Regions from separate parts of the Mus musculus genome. Here regions 2, 3 and 4 are each linked to region 1. The links are chromatin contacts, called in public Hi-C and HiChIP or PLAC-seq maps. All regions are on one chromosome and are shown on one strand. Each heading gives the region's core, a stretch centred on a gene start, on an enhancer-like site or on the middle of the called end of the contact. The rest is flanking DNA. Distances are from core to core; before and after follow the strand shown.

Region 1 (4,082 bases), core at 350-2,849:
CCTGCCCCGGGAGCAGCCTCGGAACGAAACTGGGCTGCGGGTTCCGAGATCTGGGCTGGAGCGAGCACGCCTCTCTCCCCTAGGGCCTGGGGCCGACACTGCCCAGCGAGGGCACCAGCGCGCGACCACAGATAACCCTCCTGCCTCCAGGCCACGAAGACCCGGACGTGAGCCCGCGGTCAGCCCGCATGGCCCGTGGCAGTCTGGGCGCGCGGCCACACTCCCACCTACGTGTCTCCGGTCTACTATCCCACACATAAACAACCCCTCTCCACTCGCCACCACCTCCCCGCCCTTCGCATCCCTGAAGCTGTCCTCCCACCTCCAACCCCCGCTGGAAACCACAAGGTGTCAAGGGAATGTAGGGGAGGTCACAACACGGTCTGTGTGGGTTCCATTCAGATGATATTCAAGCTCTTCCACCTCGAAAGTTACTTGGGATCCAGTGAAGAAACCCGGTCCCCAAATGCTGGGTCTAAGAACGCGAGTGGCAGAACCCGTCATCTAGCTTCCCTTGGCACACAGGCGCGCATCTCCCCAACCCGCAGGGCACACGGCCGCCCTGGGGACCAGCTTTCCAGTGCTTTCTGGGTCCCCCGGCACTGCTGGGGCCCTGGGCCGCGCAGGGGGAGGTGGCCAGGAGAGGGGCGCACACGGCTTGGCCCGGCCCAGCGCTACCCGACTCTGGTGTCGTATTTGCTTCTAGCACCTTCGACCACTGCGATAGTTCCCCTAGGCATTCCCTGCATAACACACCCGGGGGCAGGAAGTTTTTTTCCCCCTTTTTTCCATCCCCGGAGCAGCGCAGGCGCAAGGGCTTCTGCAGGCTTGCGAGCTCAGACGCGGGAGGCTCCAGCTCCAGCCGCCGCCACTGCCAGAGCCGAGCCCAGCGTTCCAGGCTCTGGGCCACACTCCCAAGTCCTGCCTGGCCCAGAAGCTACCAGGACCCTGGGAACCCTTACTCCCTCCCCTCTGCCCCGTTAGGCATCCCAAGAGCCCCAACCTGATCCGGCTCTTACCTGCGGCCGCGCCGCTCCAGCCCCGGCCCGACGCGCAGAGAGCCCAGGGTCGCGGATGGGTGCAGGAGGGTTGATGGATAGGGGACGGCGCCGGCGGGTAGCGGTAGCTGGGGCCGCTCGAGTCCTGGCCCGGAGAAACGGATCCAGGTCCACCTCCTCTCGTTCCTGCTCTCCGCCTTCTCCCCTTTTCCCTCCTCCTCCTCCTCCGCCGCCGCCTCCCGGCAGCCCAGGGAGGATGCCCGGGAGAGGGAAGTCAGTCTTTCTGCCTGTCAGCCTGCGCGGCTATGCGCGGTGCGGCGCGGCTCTCATCGAGGCGGCGGCAGCGGCGGCGGCTCCGGCAGCATCGCCCCCGCCCTCTCCCCGCAGCCGCGGCGGCCGCGGGGCTGGGGCTGGCTCCGGGCGCCGGGCTCCGGGCTCGGGCTCCGGGAGGGGGCTGAGCTTAGGCTCGCCAATGACCTGGGCTGCGGACGTGCGCTGGGTAGCCGGAGCCGGGGTTAGAGCTGCTGCTAGATCGGCGGTGGCAGGGACAGCGGCGACGGCGGCGGCGGCGCGGGGATTGGCGCGGCCGCGGCGCGGGGACCATGCTCCCTTCTGGCTCGCTCCTCTCCGGGTACCGTCTGCTTTAGCTGCGAGGGAGGCGGGCTTCGGCGCGCAGCCAGGGACGGGCGGAGCCAATCACAGACGCCCGAGTAGGCGGGGGCGGAGGGTGGGGGAGGCGGGGCGCCCCCGGCCCGGCTCAGCGCTTGGCTCCCGGGGCCCCAGGGATCCCCTGCAGCCGCGCGCCGGGCCCCAGGCTCAATGCCAGCGGGTGTGTCCGTGGTTGGTCCGCCACCCCCGCCCCCTGCAAAGATACCCGGCTCGCCCGGCTCCGTGGCCGCGCCGGTAGACTCACGACGCATGGCCGGGCTGCTGGGCCATGGCCTCCGGGTTCCGAGAGAGCCCGGGCTTCAAGGAAACGGACTGAAGGGAGCTTCCCTGCTGCTCTCAACACCTGAGGAAACTGGTGGAAAAGTTTGAGAAAGAAAAGTCCAATCGTCTTTCAGCTTCCGCCCTCCCTATGACACTCCAGCCTGGAGAAGGAGTAGGGAACGTCCATATCTCTGAAAGACCACCGCGAGCCATGCCAGTCCTGTCTTCTTGCATCTGCCCTGACTTCTGAGCATATGCGAACTTTCCTGTTTTCACAGACCTCCCTGGGTTGCTCAGATCACACAGGCCTGCTTTGACACTCCAGCTGCAGCCAACCCTCCCAAGATCCACACTGACCGAGTCTTCCTCTCTTCATGCTGTCTACGCAGACCCTAACTGGAACACTAAGAGGAAACTTTGGCTGGAGACCTGTGGCTACCGGTGTGGGTGTGAGCTTTTTCATCTCTCCAGCACACTTCTTTTCTGTGCCTGTCTTCCTTGGGTTGCTAACTCTGCAGGTCAGTTTTCTTATTCCCAGACCCACAGAACCCCTCACCTGTTTTGAGATTCAGAGGGAAAGCCTGTGGCTCAGTTCCCCTCCATCTTTCAGGCAAGTCTGAAGGTTAAAGTCTGAAGTTTATAGTCGGTGGGTTCCTTCTTCATTTCTCTTCACCCATACCTCCCCCACCCCATCCACACAAATACTGAGGCCTATTTCAAACTGGGGGCGGGGGTGGGTGGGTAATAGGGGAGGGACATAGCTGTTTTTTAAGGCTGATCTGGGCTGGCTGTCCTGGGAAGGCTTTACTAGGCTCCACTCATGTCTTTGCCAGGGAGGAGGGAGAACTTTTTTCTCTCAGGGGCCTCCTGTGATTGTCAGACCCACAGCTCTGCTGTTTTGGCTGTAAACTCAGTGCAGGGGTTGTGTATCCTTTAATATCTTGTAGGAAGCACAGTACAGTGTCATGGCTGATAAATAATAAATAATAATAATCTGCTGAGGGTAGCAGGAGAACTGTCAGTGAAGAGGGAAGAAGACAGCGGGGAGATGGGCCGTTGGTGTTAGAGTAACTGCATTTGGGGGGGGGGGAGAATCAGATGAAGTTTTAGTGTTCAAAAGCTTGAAAGGTGGGTTAGGGACGCACAGTGTTTGCATCCCAAAGGAATCTACCCCCAAGACAGGACAGCCAGGGCAGTGACATTAAGGCAGTGACAGAGGCTCCTCAGAGGGAGATAGGGTGGCAGTTTGGGGGAAAACAGCCCCCAGAGGTCCTCAAACTACACCTGAAGGTGAAATATAGGTGTGGTTTGAATACTAAGTTGGCAAGATGGTGAACGAGGTACCAGAAGAGAATAGAGAGCAGGGAAGCGAGGCAGGGATGGATTGGGGTTTAAAATAGACACCTAAGCAATATCTCAGGCAATTCGATGCAAAGAGAAGCAAAACGAAGCTACAGGCACGCCAGCTCCATGGGAAGCCATCCTCTGTGAGGATCTGTGTGTGCTCACCAGCGGTGAACAAGGAGTCCACCAGCTAGCTACATTCTGAACAGCTTCCTGTACGATCGTTGTAGGCAATATAGGACATGGCCAAGGTTTGAATAGGTTAAAACCTGGCAATTTGGCTATGTATAGCTTCTGACCAATTGTTTTGAATGATCCTCAAGTGAATGAAGGGGCAGTGAACTCCAGGAATCCTTTCTTGGCTTCCTTTACGTGAGGATAGAAAAATTCTCTCAGTTGACTTGCTAAGCATTGTTGGAGAAGAGAAGCAGACTGGAATCCCATCCCAGAGGAAGGCTTTTTTTTTTTTTTTTTTTTTTTTTTTTTTTTTTTTTTTTTTTTTATAGCAATAGGGTCAAAATGTCAGGGGGGAAGAGATGAGCTGAATGGATTAGAATCCCAGAGGGTATGTCTACATTTTTCTTACCCTACCCTCTTTTCATCTGAGCCTGTATACAAATAGGATTTTAAGAGGGTATGTCCACATTTTTCTTACCTTACCCTCTTTTCATCTGAGCCTGTATACAAATAGGATTTTAAGAAGCCACATCTTTTGTGGAATTATGTCTAGCTACTATTTGCAGTGAGGCTTACTGTTTATACAAAGGTCTGCCCTTGGGCTGGTTAGTTTTTTCAGTTGTTACTGTTGAC
Region 2 (3,713 bases), core at 130-2,629, 160 kb before region 1:
GCTTGGGCTCCTATTTCCCCATTTCTGCCCACCAACGGCCATAGTCTCAGGGTATTGCTTCCATCAGCTGGGTTCTAAGTGGGCAGAATCTATGCTGTATCATCTGCCACACCGTGTCCTGCGTACTCATTTTAAGCGCCCAGTAAGATCTCTCTCACATGCCTTGGTTGTGGATTCATCTGGATCTGGTAGACAAAAAGAGTGGGTAGGCAACAAAGACGGTTTCCAGACTTGGCTAAATAAAAATACGTTCTTCTTTAGGACTAGCAAGCTAGCTCATTGGGTAAAGGCACTCGCTGACAAGCCTGATGACCTGAATTCAATCCCTGGGTCCCACTTGGTGGAAGGAGAGAAATGACTCCAGAAAGTTATCCTCCGACCTCCACAGGGGTGCCACAGCGAATGTGAGCATGGTGTGTGTGCTTGTGCACATACACATAAATAATAAAAAAATTAAGATTAAAAAATGCATGTATGTACACATTCATGTAGTTGAGTGTGAGAATGACTGCACACCTTGTCTTCAGGAACGCCATCTATCTTTATGGAGACAGGGCCTCTCTCTAGGCTGAAGCTTACTTCTAGGTTAGACTCTAGGCAGCCTCCCTAGCAACGGGGTTACACGGGATGGCGTTCATGATCAGCAGGATTGAATTTAGGTCTTTGGTTGAAAGGCAAACATTATCAATTTTGGTATCTCCTTAGCTCTTACCCCAAAATATCTCCCATGACTCCATAGTCTCCTTTGCCGCCTGGCAACTTTGGAAGTCACACCTTCAAGAGAGTGAAGCTGTTCCCTGCCAGGGGCCACCCTCCCTGCACCAGGCTTTTGTGACTGGGACACGAATCTGTATCAGATTCATACCTTGAGAGTGGCAGTCTGTTTGTTACTTCAGCAGAACCTCACCTTGCTTGACCCCTACATCACCAGCCCTACATTTCCATAGAACAACATAGCCTCATGTGCTGGCAGGGAAGTCATCCTCTCCCAGGGAGCGCAGAGGTTTGGGGAGGCCAGGACCCCTGTGCCAAGATGTGTCTCAAGGCACCTGAGCAACTTGGGATCAGGTCAAAGGGATGTCTTTGGATGTAGCTAGCTGTTTACCTCTGGAGGCCACACGCTAGGCCTCATAGATCCAGTGTGTATGAAAAAAAAAAAAAAAAAAACAAGAAACAGAATCCACACCTCCTACAGTCCTCAGCCTTTTGCCACCTCTTTCAGTCTCCTTCAAATGCCAGGGAGGAGGTGGAGACTCAGGCAGCTGGAGGCCACACAATCTGGTTTCAGTCTCATTAAGTGTATTCAAAACAAAGGTCAGCTATTTGCATGCAAGCTCTCGGGTCAGACCTCATTCCTCAGTTTAATTTCGCCTTTCAAACGAATGAAAGAAACGTGGGGCAGTTTACTCTGAGCCAGTCGGCCAAGGGCCAGCTCCAGAGGTGGCAATGTAAGTATTTCCTGCTGGGCACAGAGCCAGCATGTCACAGAGGTCTCACGTGTACATCCACGTGTACCTGAATGGAAGCTGCTGGAAGCACAGGAAGTGCCTGGGCAGAGGAAGAAGGCTCCGAATGGACACGGTACCTCAGACCCGACTGGTTAAGCAATTCTAGACAAAACACTGAAAAATACTTCCTCGTTGAGAGAGTGCCCTTTCCTGGCAGGGTGCCTATGCAGTGGTGGAGGCTGGCATGGGGCCCTGTACCAAGAAGGGAGGGTGTGAGCAGCCGCTGCCTTGCCTTTGGTGTGGAGGGGACAGTCTGCAGAGGACCCAGGCCTTAGGCCTGGGTGAGAGAGCCTTGCCAGCCCCTGTCTGTGACACACACTTGGGATGAAATGTTCTGAAGCAGAGTGGTAGTTCGCCCTCATAATGCCAGCAGCCGAGAGGCTGAGGCTGAGGCAGGATTGGTGGGGTCTGAGGCCAGCCCTACATAGGGCTACATAGGGAGATGGAAGCCAACGGGGCTATAGCTTGAGACCTTGCCTTGAAATGAAAGAACAGAAGCGCAGGAACGAGGTGGAGAGTCTAAGAAATCATCCGTCAGTGGGTGGAGGAGGGTCACACTGAGGTCCAGGTGGGAGACCACAGTTTGTCCGTGCCCCAGGTTAATTCACAAAGCTGTGACAAACATATAATTCATGAACTTGGCTCTGGATCTTGTTTACAACAAAACTCTTTCCTCACTGAGGCACTGTCTTTGAACTCTCCCAGGGACGCTGAGCTAGGAGAGGAGGGAAGAAGGTCAGACTACTTGCTGGGGCGAGGCACAGAGGGAACCCTTTCTTCCACTTATGCTTCGTATTTATAGAATCTACTGCTCCAGAACAGGCATGCGCCTCCATGATTTTGCCTGCATGTCTTTATCGCACCGTGTATGTGGACACCACTGGCTGCTTCCCCGTACCACATCCAGTTCAGGACTTGGAGCCTGGGCTCTGTACACAGCTCTGGGCGCTGGGTCAGACCTTCAGTTTTCTTTCCACAATCTTCTTTTTGATATACTCTCCCTTCCCTAGGGAAGAGGACTCCTTATGATATCCCAGCTAATAGGAAGAAGCGCTGCTCTGAAAACATCATCACTGCTAGCAATCCAGCCACTAGTCTCTAACTACCTGTGCTACTGTGTATCATGCACAGGCACACACCGAATGCAAGGACCAAGTCTCACTAACCAGTTCTTAGAAAAACCAGGATGCGAAATGCAGCTACCCCATGAGTCAGCACAAAGACCACCTTCTGAGTGTCACTAGCATAAAGTCTTCCATGGGAAGGGTCTTTTCTCTCAGTTGACGCTTGGTCGCTTGGTCGGAGGGAGCAAAGGGCTAGTCCGCTTCTTTGGGCAAGTACATTGCTTGACTTGGTGGTTTCATGAATCTACCTCCTTCCAGGCTCCCCATTCACTGGGAGAGGATAGATACAAGTGGTTTTGTGTCCTAACCACAGGTGGGACCACGTCCTTGCTGTGCCCAATACTACCAGAAGCCATAGCATCTGAAACATCCAGGAATGGAGGAGGAGTGGCTTTGTACCCTTCTCCTGAAGGAGACACCAGCCATCATTAAGGATCAAATTGAGGAAATCAAAGTGACCTCCCTGACTTCTACCCTCCCCAAATCACTTGTCACTTGCCCCGAGGGCCCTCCCGTCCCTGCTGTTCTCCAACATCGGAAAAACAGCCCCTTTCCCTGAAGTATGTGAGGGTCCAGAAATACATCCTGTGGGTCTCTGCATGTGAGGAAGAGCCCATCACTGGGGGACCGTCCTAGCCGTAGTTAAGGTAGGCAGCAGGAACTGGCAGGCTTCTGCGCTGACTTCTCAGGAAACTCTCAATCTCGAGGCCAAGTGAATGTCTGGTGTCTGTAAATGCACACAGATACTAAGACCTCCTGGGCCAGGCAGCTGGGAAACCCTAGAGTGGTCTCACCCCGGGTCACAGGGAGGCAATAGATTGCTAATAGGAAGAAGGTTATCTTTAGCTAATGTCCATGATGGTGAGAATAGTGTCCCTAGTTCCAGGAGCTGCCCTGATGGGTGGACTTCTCCCTGTAGCCTAGAGAGAACCACAACAATTCTGAGAAGGCCTGGGAGGAGAAGGATGGAGATCAGAGAGGAATCAGCTGACATCTACACTCAGCCCTGGTGCCCAGCCATGCCTCTTGATTTCTTAGCAGCTGCTGGCTGGGCCCCGCCTCCTGGACACTTGTTAGACAC
Region 3 (4,157 bases), core at 1,555-4,054, 210 kb before region 1:
CTAAGGGCAAGCCTGAACTCCCTCCACCTTTGGTCGTTGGCCCCTGGCCCCACCTCCAACTCCAGCCTGGGACTTCATTTCCATCAGTCTGTATCTCTTGCAAGGCCTTGTCCACTGTGTGTCCATCCACTGGAGTCCCCTTAGGAGGTGCTGCTCCTTTCCATCCTTGAGGATTTAGTCAGTCTGTATTTTCTTAGAGAAGCCTTCCCCAGTTCAGGGTAGATCGTCTTTTCTACAGAGTGGAATTTCTTAAGCTTAGATGTGCCACTAAATCTGAATTCCTATATGTGCACCATCTTTCTCTCCAAGACATGAATTCCTCAAAATAGAGACTGTCCCGTATCTCCAGGATGGGGACAGGCTACTGTTGGTGTTGAGTGAAATGGAGGACGGATCTGGGCCCTAACTGGGGAGTCCTCCATGGTGCTCTGAGGGTGGGGCCGACAGTCTAGATTCTTGTAGCCAATGGCTCCACCAGTGCCCCAGCCATGCCCCTGTGTCTCTGCCTGGTGCCATTTCAGGGCAAAAGAAGTTTTGAGTCCTTTCTTTCTAATCAAGCTGTCAGTACAGAGCCCCGACAGCAGACATTGATTTTTCTATGAGTGGAGACTTTTCTCATGTTCCTCATCATGACGGCCAGTTCCTCCTTCTAGATCTTAATCTCTTCTGCCACTAAAGGCCTCTATTTGCTTCAGTTCCACTGGGACCTGATCTACAATCAGCATCAGTGTTTTACTCTGGGTCTTAGACTGGAAAGAAGCCACAGCTAAGACCGTGTGAGTTGACCTTGCATCTGGTTTTCTTGGTCTTTTCATTTTTCCCATTCAGTTATTCTGAGGTCCCAGGCTCCTCTGGGAAACACCCAGCACCCTTACAGTAGCCCCAGTGGCCTAGGCCTCTAGCACTGCAAAGGAAGGAAGCTCTCAGCTTAACCCTGCAGATGCCCACCCCTCCCAACCCCGGTAGAGTGAGCAAGTTAAATTCTGAGCTTTCTCCTGTAAACTGCCAGGATTTACTATTTAAAACCTTATCATTCAGGCGTGGAACAGTAGCTCAGTGGGTAAAAGCACTGCTGTGCAAACATGAGGACCTGAGTGTGAGTCCCCAGCGACCATACAAAAATCAACAGGATGTTACAGCTTGAGGGTCTGTAATTCTAGCGTTCTTGAAGGAAGATGGGCAGGAGTAATCGTGAAGGCCAGATAGCCTGGTGTATGCTGCGGAAAAACAACAACCAGACCCCATCTCAAGGTAGGTGATGGCTGGTGTTTGAGCTTGTCTCTGACCTTGGCACATGCACTATGGCATGCGCGCATACACGTTTACACACATAAATGTGCACATACACCCATTAGTAACTCAGCTTCAGTCATATTTCCCTTTGTCTTCTATCAGGGAGGGATGAGAAGGGCGGTCGTCAATCTTACCTAACAGGGACTAATGTTAGAACACCCCTCTCCTAACAACAGATGTGCTGTCTCTTCCTGGCTGAGGAGCCTGCGGCTGCTGGGCTCGGATCTGACTGCATCAGAGGAGAGACAGCAGCGGTGTGCACAGTACTGGCCTCCTGGAAGGAGCAGTACTTGCCCATGAAGACGACATCCTAACAAGTACCCTCAACTCTATTCACACCCACCCAGGCTTCCATGTCTCTCAGCAGAGAGAAGAAGCTGAAGCTCTCTCTGAAGAGAGCAGCCTCACGAATTCCTCTGGGATTTGGTGACTCACTCCTTTCCCAAGGCCAGACCATGGGCTCAGGAAAGGCTTCAGTCTTTCAGTCCCTGCCACAATCATTGTCATCTATATGTGTCTGACATATTATAAAGAAATTGGGGACTGGCAAGACTGCAGGATTCTTGTCTAAGTCGAAGGCCCTGAGACCCAGGAGAGCTTCAGGTGTAAACTCCACTCTGAAAGCTAGCAGCCTGGAAACCCAAGAGGAGCTGGTGTTTCCACTCAGTTGAAGGCACACACACACACACACACACACACACACACACACACACACCTACCCAGAGTCCCAGTTTAAGAGCTTTGTAGGAGCTCCCCTTAGTCAAGGTGGGGCCAGCTTAGTGTTCCACTTAGCCCTCGTATGTCTGGTCTGAGGGAACACTGGGACCAGCTACCTGCTTTCCTCTGATTACTGATTACAGATTCAACGTTAATCTCCTCCCCAGACACTGCCGCAGACATCCGCAGAATGATGTTGGGCCAAATATCTGGGAGGCCCATCAAGTTGACATATACAATTAACCATCATACCATCTCTGACAACTGGCACAATTATATTGCCTTTGGTTGGATTTTTATTTGAATCTGTACTCTGGGTAAGAAGGGTCCAGGTGAGGGGAGGGTTGAGGGGAGAGATGCACAATAAGAATCTTAAGCAGGAGCCGGGCATGGTGGCGCACATCTTTAATCCCAGCACTCGGGAGGCAGAGGCAGGCGGATTTCTGAGTTTGAGGCCAGCCTGGTCTACAGAGTGAGTTCCAGGACAGCCAAGGCTACAGAGAAACCCTGTCTTGAAAAACCAAAAAAAAAAAAAAAAAAAAAAAAAGAATCTTAAGCAGGGCTGGAGAATTCCTTCCACGAGGATGCAACTTTTCCTTTGACTCTCCCTCCTAATAAATCCTGCCCACGCCCCACACCCACCCCCAATCCTTGGACACACCAAGTATGACTTCCCCCACTCCCTGGCAAAAGAGAGAAAGAATGCAGTTCCCTGGCACATCTCATCTGTTCCCACACCTTGGCATATGCTCTGCCTAGTTTGCTTCCTAACTGCTAAAACTACAAGGGGCAGGCAGTGCCTTCCATTCCAGATCCCTAGGGTAGCTCAGGGGGCCAGCCTTCCCACGCTGCAGCTCGAAGCATTACTACAACATCAAAAATGTTCCACTGGCGGTTTCAAGATTCCTAAAAAATAGATTCAAAACATCTTTAATACTCTCTGAAGAAGCGATACATCACAGGAAAAGCTGTAACCTTTAGTATTGCTGATATTATCCAGGCCGTGGGCTGGCTTGGACGGCAACCACAGCCAGTTCTTATTCCTGGTGGCTGTGGCTGCAGCCCCAGGTCTAGGACCCTTCCACCCACTATTGGAGGAAGCAGCCGCCTGTCTGAGTATTTGCCTAAAGTGCTTTTGCGGAATCTGAAAGGAGTCATAGAACTCAAAGGCAATGCTTTTCAAGACACAGCCTTCTATTAACACGATATCCCTGAAAATAATATCTCCTGTCTCCAGCACTAACGTGCCGTGTACGGAATGCATTTCCTGCTTTCTCCCCTCAACATGGAGCTGTGAGCAAAGGCTTGCGACTGAGCCTCTGCACTGCAAAAGCCAGCCAGGCACAGGCAGAGCTCAGTGCATTACACATGAGCATGGTGATGACCAAACACTATCAAGCACCGGGGTATAGGAGTGTGTAGAGACCTGCAGGGACTCCCTCGGGGTCTGTGAAAGGTGCCACACCTGTCTAGAGGAGCATGAAAAGGCAGGAAACGAGACACTTGGACTTGCTGTATTCTTTACCCTCATTTCTTTCTGAAGGTTAGCATTATGGGTAGGTAATTAACGCAAGCAGGGAGGAGGGGACAAAAGGCTGGAAGTAGAGCTCTGAGATGCTCCCATTATCTCTGACAAGTAGATGCTGTTTCTCTGTCTGCAGGATATTCCCATTTCTCCAACTTACAGTTTAAACCTGGATGGGCAAATAGCCTGAGATATGGCCTCTGCTCTAATAGAGAGAAAGCCCAGGCACAGGCAGCAGGAACATAATGTAGGCTCCCCCTTAGCTTTGGAAACCAGATGTTTCCAGGTGATCTCCTTGCCTCTTGTCCAGCTCTGAGCAGGCCCTGCCGTGAGCTACCAGAGGCAGTGATACGGTGGAAACCTCAAAGCCACAGTTCACGTGCTCTGTGTCCTTGGTGGATTGGTAGATGTCTCTGAACCCAGTTCCTAACCTTTTATGGGAAGGATGGAATAGGAGATGACCTGGGGAAATGCAGAACAAAACTATACTGAGCTTTGGTCTTAACGCAGTCAGAATGGCTAGCATCATGAGAGGAAACAAGAGATGTCAGGGAGGCTGGGTGAGCAGAGGACCCTCCCACAGTGCTGGTGCTAATATAGTGGGAATCATATGGAAGTTACT
Region 4 (3,711 bases), core at 578-3,077, 190 kb before region 1:
TGGTGCTCCGTATGGATCTCCAGAGTCATCTCTGCTGTAGATGCTGTTACAATCGGTGACACCAGTGAGGAGCATTGAGCGTTGTTTTCTGTGACTCTGTGCTAATAATGGCTCTCAGATAGCCATGCTTGGCTGCAGAGCTACTGAGCATCACAGGATGTGAGTTCAAGCAAGGAAGGGGCATGTGTTCTCGTGCACAGCATGTGTAAGCATGTGTAAGCATGTGTAAGCATGTGTAAGCATGTGAACATGCTCTTATAATACAGTGAATGCCATTTTCATTTGTACTTTTAGTTTCGGTACGCATTTGCACTTTGTCTTGGAACAGGTCAGAACTGAGTTCGAAAATCTTATAAGGGTGTTTACCTTATAGATGAGCTGGGCTTAAAAAAATTCCTTAACCCTCAGTTTTTCACCTTAAAATAGTGATGATAATAATCTGGCCCACAGGATGTGATGCATATATGTTCAAGGCACTTACTCACACCTGGCGAGTAGCAAAGATTCACAAATGCCACCCACCAACGAGGCTGCTCTTACTTACAGCTCCTCTTGCACAATCAGTGCTAATCATTACCACTGATGCTCTTTCCAGATCCGTGTCCTTTGGAGCAGCCCAGCCTCTTCTCTCACTGACGAGAGCCTCATTCTGCACCTTAGAACCCAGGCAAGAACTATTCCAGAGAGGGGACAAAGCCCTGAGCCATATTGCAGGGGTGTGGAAGGAAGTCTATAGAAGAACCTACCTATCTACTCACCCATCCATCTTAGGTCAGGGCTAGATGGAACCTCATAGATTCTTGTTTTAGAAATGGGTAATAGATCGTGGTGAGTTTGAGACCCAACCTGGAGGAGTTCCAGGGGTCTAGCCCTTCACCTCTTGCTTTCCCTATGGGGACTCCTTTTTGGGTTAGGTCCAAATCTCCTCCAGGACTTTTGAGCTCTGGTCTTTTTCCCCTCACTCATTTATATGGTCTCATCCTTTCTCGGAGGGCAGTACCTCCAGTCCCACTTGCTTGGTGGATTGTTCCCACAACCATCATGCTGTCCTGCTCCTCTGTCTGTCCCTGAGTCTCTGCCTTCTCAGCCGCCTTTAGGATAGCTGTGATGTCTGCTGGAGCTGTCACCGTGGCTATAGGTAGCCTTATTTTACTCTCTGACCTTTGTTGTGGCTTGTCTATCTCCACTGCAGTATAATGGGGGCCTTTGAGGTGCTAGGCAGAGTGGCAAAAATAGTACCTTTGAGAGTGCAGTAGGGGACGCTGTCTCTTCCCAGCTAAGTGACGTCAACTTCCCCATCTGATATACAGGGGAAATGGCCTACAGATGTCTGATTGCATCTTTTTTTTTTTCTTTTTTGCCTACTTTAAATCTGCTTCTGCACTTCACAAGGACCCCATCTCCCCAAAGTAGAATCTCTAAACAGTGGAGTGAGCTAGCCAACTCTCAATGCTACTTCACTTCCTGTTTCAGTGGGAAGAGACTCATTTGCCCATAGTTCTGCTGGCTTCTAAACACAGTGTAGAGACTTTCTACGTCCCCAGGCTCCTAGTCGGCTGACTCAGTCCACAAGTGCCTCTATGTCAGCACCGAGGTAAGGAGGCAGGAAATCTGCAAAAGGACTAAAGTATGTACCTGCAATTCTTTCTTTACACTGTTCTGGGAAGCTGGACTCTGGGACAGGTCTTGCTGTTGTGTACGGAAAATGCTCTGCCTCTGGGACTGCTTTTGCCCCCTTCATTCAGAAGGAGATGCCTGACAACAGTGAGCTTCCCTGAGCACACCCACTAACACATCTCCTCCTCTCCGTGATGCAGAACGATGACTCAGTGTGAGGAGGCCTGTTTTCTGTTTATACGTAAGCTTTGGTGTGTTCAAGGACAGTTGGTATGGCCCCTGACAGATCCCCAGGAGGCTGTCAGTAACTCTGTCTGCTGCTCTCTGACATGAGTGTGATGATGTTCAGGTGATAAGGATGTCTCATCCTCTCCCTGGGGACACAGCTACTAGGAAACAGGCCTTCTGCTTGGAGACAGAGTCTCCCAGGGGCTCATTGGTAACTGGAAGACTACTCAAGAAAACCTCTGCAGAATGAAGCTGGTGTCATTTAGACATAATATGCTTTTAATCAGATGTTAGTCTTAAGGGACAGCTTCTTGAGTGTGTCCAAGCAGAGGGTACACGGAGCCCAGGGAGTGCCCCCGACTGTGATACTGCTACCCTCCCACAGGTCTGCTGCCCAGCTGGTGGGTGAGGGCATTCTATCATACACATAGCACAGTTTAAAACACCAATCAGCTCTGCTTCTCCATGGCAACCACAAACAGCCTGTATGTTCCAAAGGCTATGCTGGCAGCAGACATGAACCCAGTGGCATGAAACAATGTCCTGGTAACAAACAGCATCAAGCATGCGGACATCTCAGTGGTGCATCTGAGGAGGAAGCTACCTCAGGAAAGTCACTCGTAGGCAAGCAAGGTGACTGACATTCAGGGAATCACCATATGATTGGGGCATGATCTTGGCATGATCCAAGAACTCACAACTTATTGATATGACAGACTTCCCAACAGAGATGAGATGGGAAGGAGAAATGGAAAGGAAGGAGGAGCCACAGCAGAGGCGAGTCCATGATGTAAGAGCTCATGAGGTTGGATGACTTCAGCACATCTGAATGAATCCCCTGTGCCAGGTGACACTGGCCTGCTTTTGTCTAGGCACTCACCAGCAAACCAAAGTCAGGAAAAGTGATGGGCAGAGGAAATACACCGGGACCTACCAAACACTCCGTCTCTGTTGTGGTAAACGATGACTTTAATTTACAAAGCAGATGAATACTAAATCTTCATGAAATTAAAAACTATATTATTTATGTGAGCGGAAACGGAAAATGTTCTGTAGCTAGCAGCGATCCTGCTTTGTAGGAGGGACACTAAAATAATTAAAACCACTCGCGCTTCAGTAATAAATAATGATAATAAATAAATGTCCTGACCTTAAGCAAAAATATAAAATTAAAACCCATTTGGTATGTAAATTCATTCAGGACGCTAGCAAGGCTCCCAGCCCAAGATGGTGTGGAATGGCAGGAGTGTTCACTACATGAATTTTGAAAGGAAAATCAAAGAACAACAGCATTGTATGTGTATCAACTCATTATTCTACTCTAATTCCATCTAATGCTGTGTGGAGCCTCGAGGCTGGGACATTAATTTCCTGCATTTTCCGTTCCACCAATTCCTCGTGGAGAGCAGCAGGAAGAACTTCACTCCTGGAGGCTGAAATCAGGGGAGGCCAGAACACGGCAGGAGAGGCAGGCAGAGAACGGAGGATCGGAAGGCAGTTTTTGACATGTTTACAGAGACAAGAGGAAAAGATACTGGCATTGCCTGGCAGAGCACTGGCTGCTTCGAGTTCTGGAGAGCCTGGAATAGCAACCATCCAGCTGGAATGAAATGCCCCTGATCTTGGGTCCAGGGTAAGAGTGGTTCCAGGGCAGGAAATCTGAGGACAGTCTAAATTTTGGGAATACCGATCAGTTCCAGATGGAGATGCCCCCACCTCTGACAGCTGATTGTCCTGCTACACAGTAGAACTCCTGTGTTCCATGGAGCCTGCTCTTAAAGCCCCACCCTCTCCAGACCAGGCAGTGCAGTTACTGTTACTGTGCCTGGTGGAAAGCTCAGATGCTGTCACTGCCACCGTTTGGGG

Evidence for each region. Hi-C and Micro-C count contacts between places; a contact is called where the count stands out from the background. HiChIP or PLAC-seq counts read pairs in DNA pulled down with a chosen protein or histone mark.
Region 2: a Hi-C map of uterus shows a contact between it and region 1, with 2.6 times the contacts expected there. The contact joins the enhancer-like site here to the promoter of Klhl29 in region 1. A contact is called at or near these places in 1 of 39 promoter capture datasets (hippocampal neurons), 8 of 484 Hi-C or Micro-C datasets (the HL-1 cell line, the N1E-115 cell line, embryonic stem cells and 5 more), 7 of 115 datasets of contacts at active chromatin or transcription factors (craniofacial prominence, embryonic forebrain, embryonic limb bud and 4 more) and 2 of 9 other capture datasets (embryonic stem cells and liver).
Region 3: a Hi-C map of cerebral cortex shows a contact between it and region 1, with 2.6 times the contacts expected there. The contact joins the enhancer-like site here to the promoter of Klhl29 in region 1. A contact is called at or near these places in 2 of 39 promoter capture datasets (hippocampal neurons and trophoblast stem cells), 1 of 15 datasets of contacts at CTCF or cohesin (the NIH/3T3 cell line), 12 of 484 Hi-C or Micro-C datasets (adipose-derived mesenchymal stem cells, cerebellar granule neurons, cerebral cortex and 8 more), 18 of 115 datasets of contacts at active chromatin or transcription factors (the NIH/3T3 cell line, VIP interneurons, craniofacial prominence and 11 more) and 3 of 9 other capture datasets (adipose tissue, embryonic stem cells and liver).
Region 4: a contact with region 1 is called in an H3K4me3 HiChIP or PLAC-seq map of forebrain, with 3 times the contacts expected there. The contact joins the enhancer-like site here to the promoter of Klhl29 in region 1. A contact is called at or near these places in 1 of 39 promoter capture datasets (hippocampal neurons), 1 of 15 datasets of contacts at CTCF or cohesin (the NIH/3T3 cell line), 9 of 484 Hi-C or Micro-C datasets (the HL-1 cell line, the N1E-115 cell line, embryonic fibroblasts and 5 more), 17 of 115 datasets of contacts at active chromatin or transcription factors (the NIH/3T3 cell line, craniofacial prominence, embryonic fibroblasts and 9 more) and 3 of 9 other capture datasets (adipose tissue, embryonic stem cells and liver).

The regions. Positions count from the first base shown.
Region 1 is chr12:5,374,083-5,378,164 of GRCm38.p6, forward strand. Klhl29 (kelch-like 29) reads right to left here and starts at 1,600. Exons shown (of 14, transcript NM_001164493.1): 1 at 1,020-1,600. 2810032G03Rik (RIKEN cDNA 2810032G03 gene) reads left to right here and starts at 1,638. Exons shown (of 2, transcript NR_015579.2): 1 at 1,638-2,446.
Region 2 is chr12:5,212,297-5,216,009 of GRCm38.p6, forward strand. All of the region lies in intron 2 of Klhl29 (kelch-like 29), which reads right to left. Among named protein-coding and RNA genes, the nearest start is that of Gm51980, 68 kb to the right of the region's middle. Within about 2 kb of position 1,380, at least 116 of the 459 cell types and tissues checked have an H3K27ac peak or open chromatin away from gene starts, as enhancers often do. A contact at or near this core is called in the N1E-115 cell line, liver, muscle stem cells and 3 more, where this site is marked.
Region 3 is chr12:5,160,102-5,164,258 of GRCm38.p6, forward strand. The region is part of intron 3 of Klhl29 (kelch-like 29); the gene reads right to left. Among named protein-coding and RNA genes, the nearest start is that of Gm51980, 120 kb to the right of the region's middle. Within about 2 kb of position 2,805, at least 16 of the 459 cell types and tissues checked have an H3K27ac peak or open chromatin away from gene starts, as enhancers often do. A contact at or near this core is called in adipose tissue, cerebral cortex and hippocampal neurons, where this site is marked.
Region 4 is chr12:5,180,509-5,184,219 of GRCm38.p6, forward strand. All of the region lies in intron 3 of Klhl29 (kelch-like 29), which reads right to left. Among named protein-coding and RNA genes, the nearest start is that of Gm51980, 100 kb to the right of the region's middle. Within about 2 kb of position 1,828, at least 39 of the 459 cell types and tissues checked have an H3K27ac peak or open chromatin away from gene starts, as enhancers often do. A contact at or near this core is called in the N1E-115 cell line and forebrain, where this site is marked.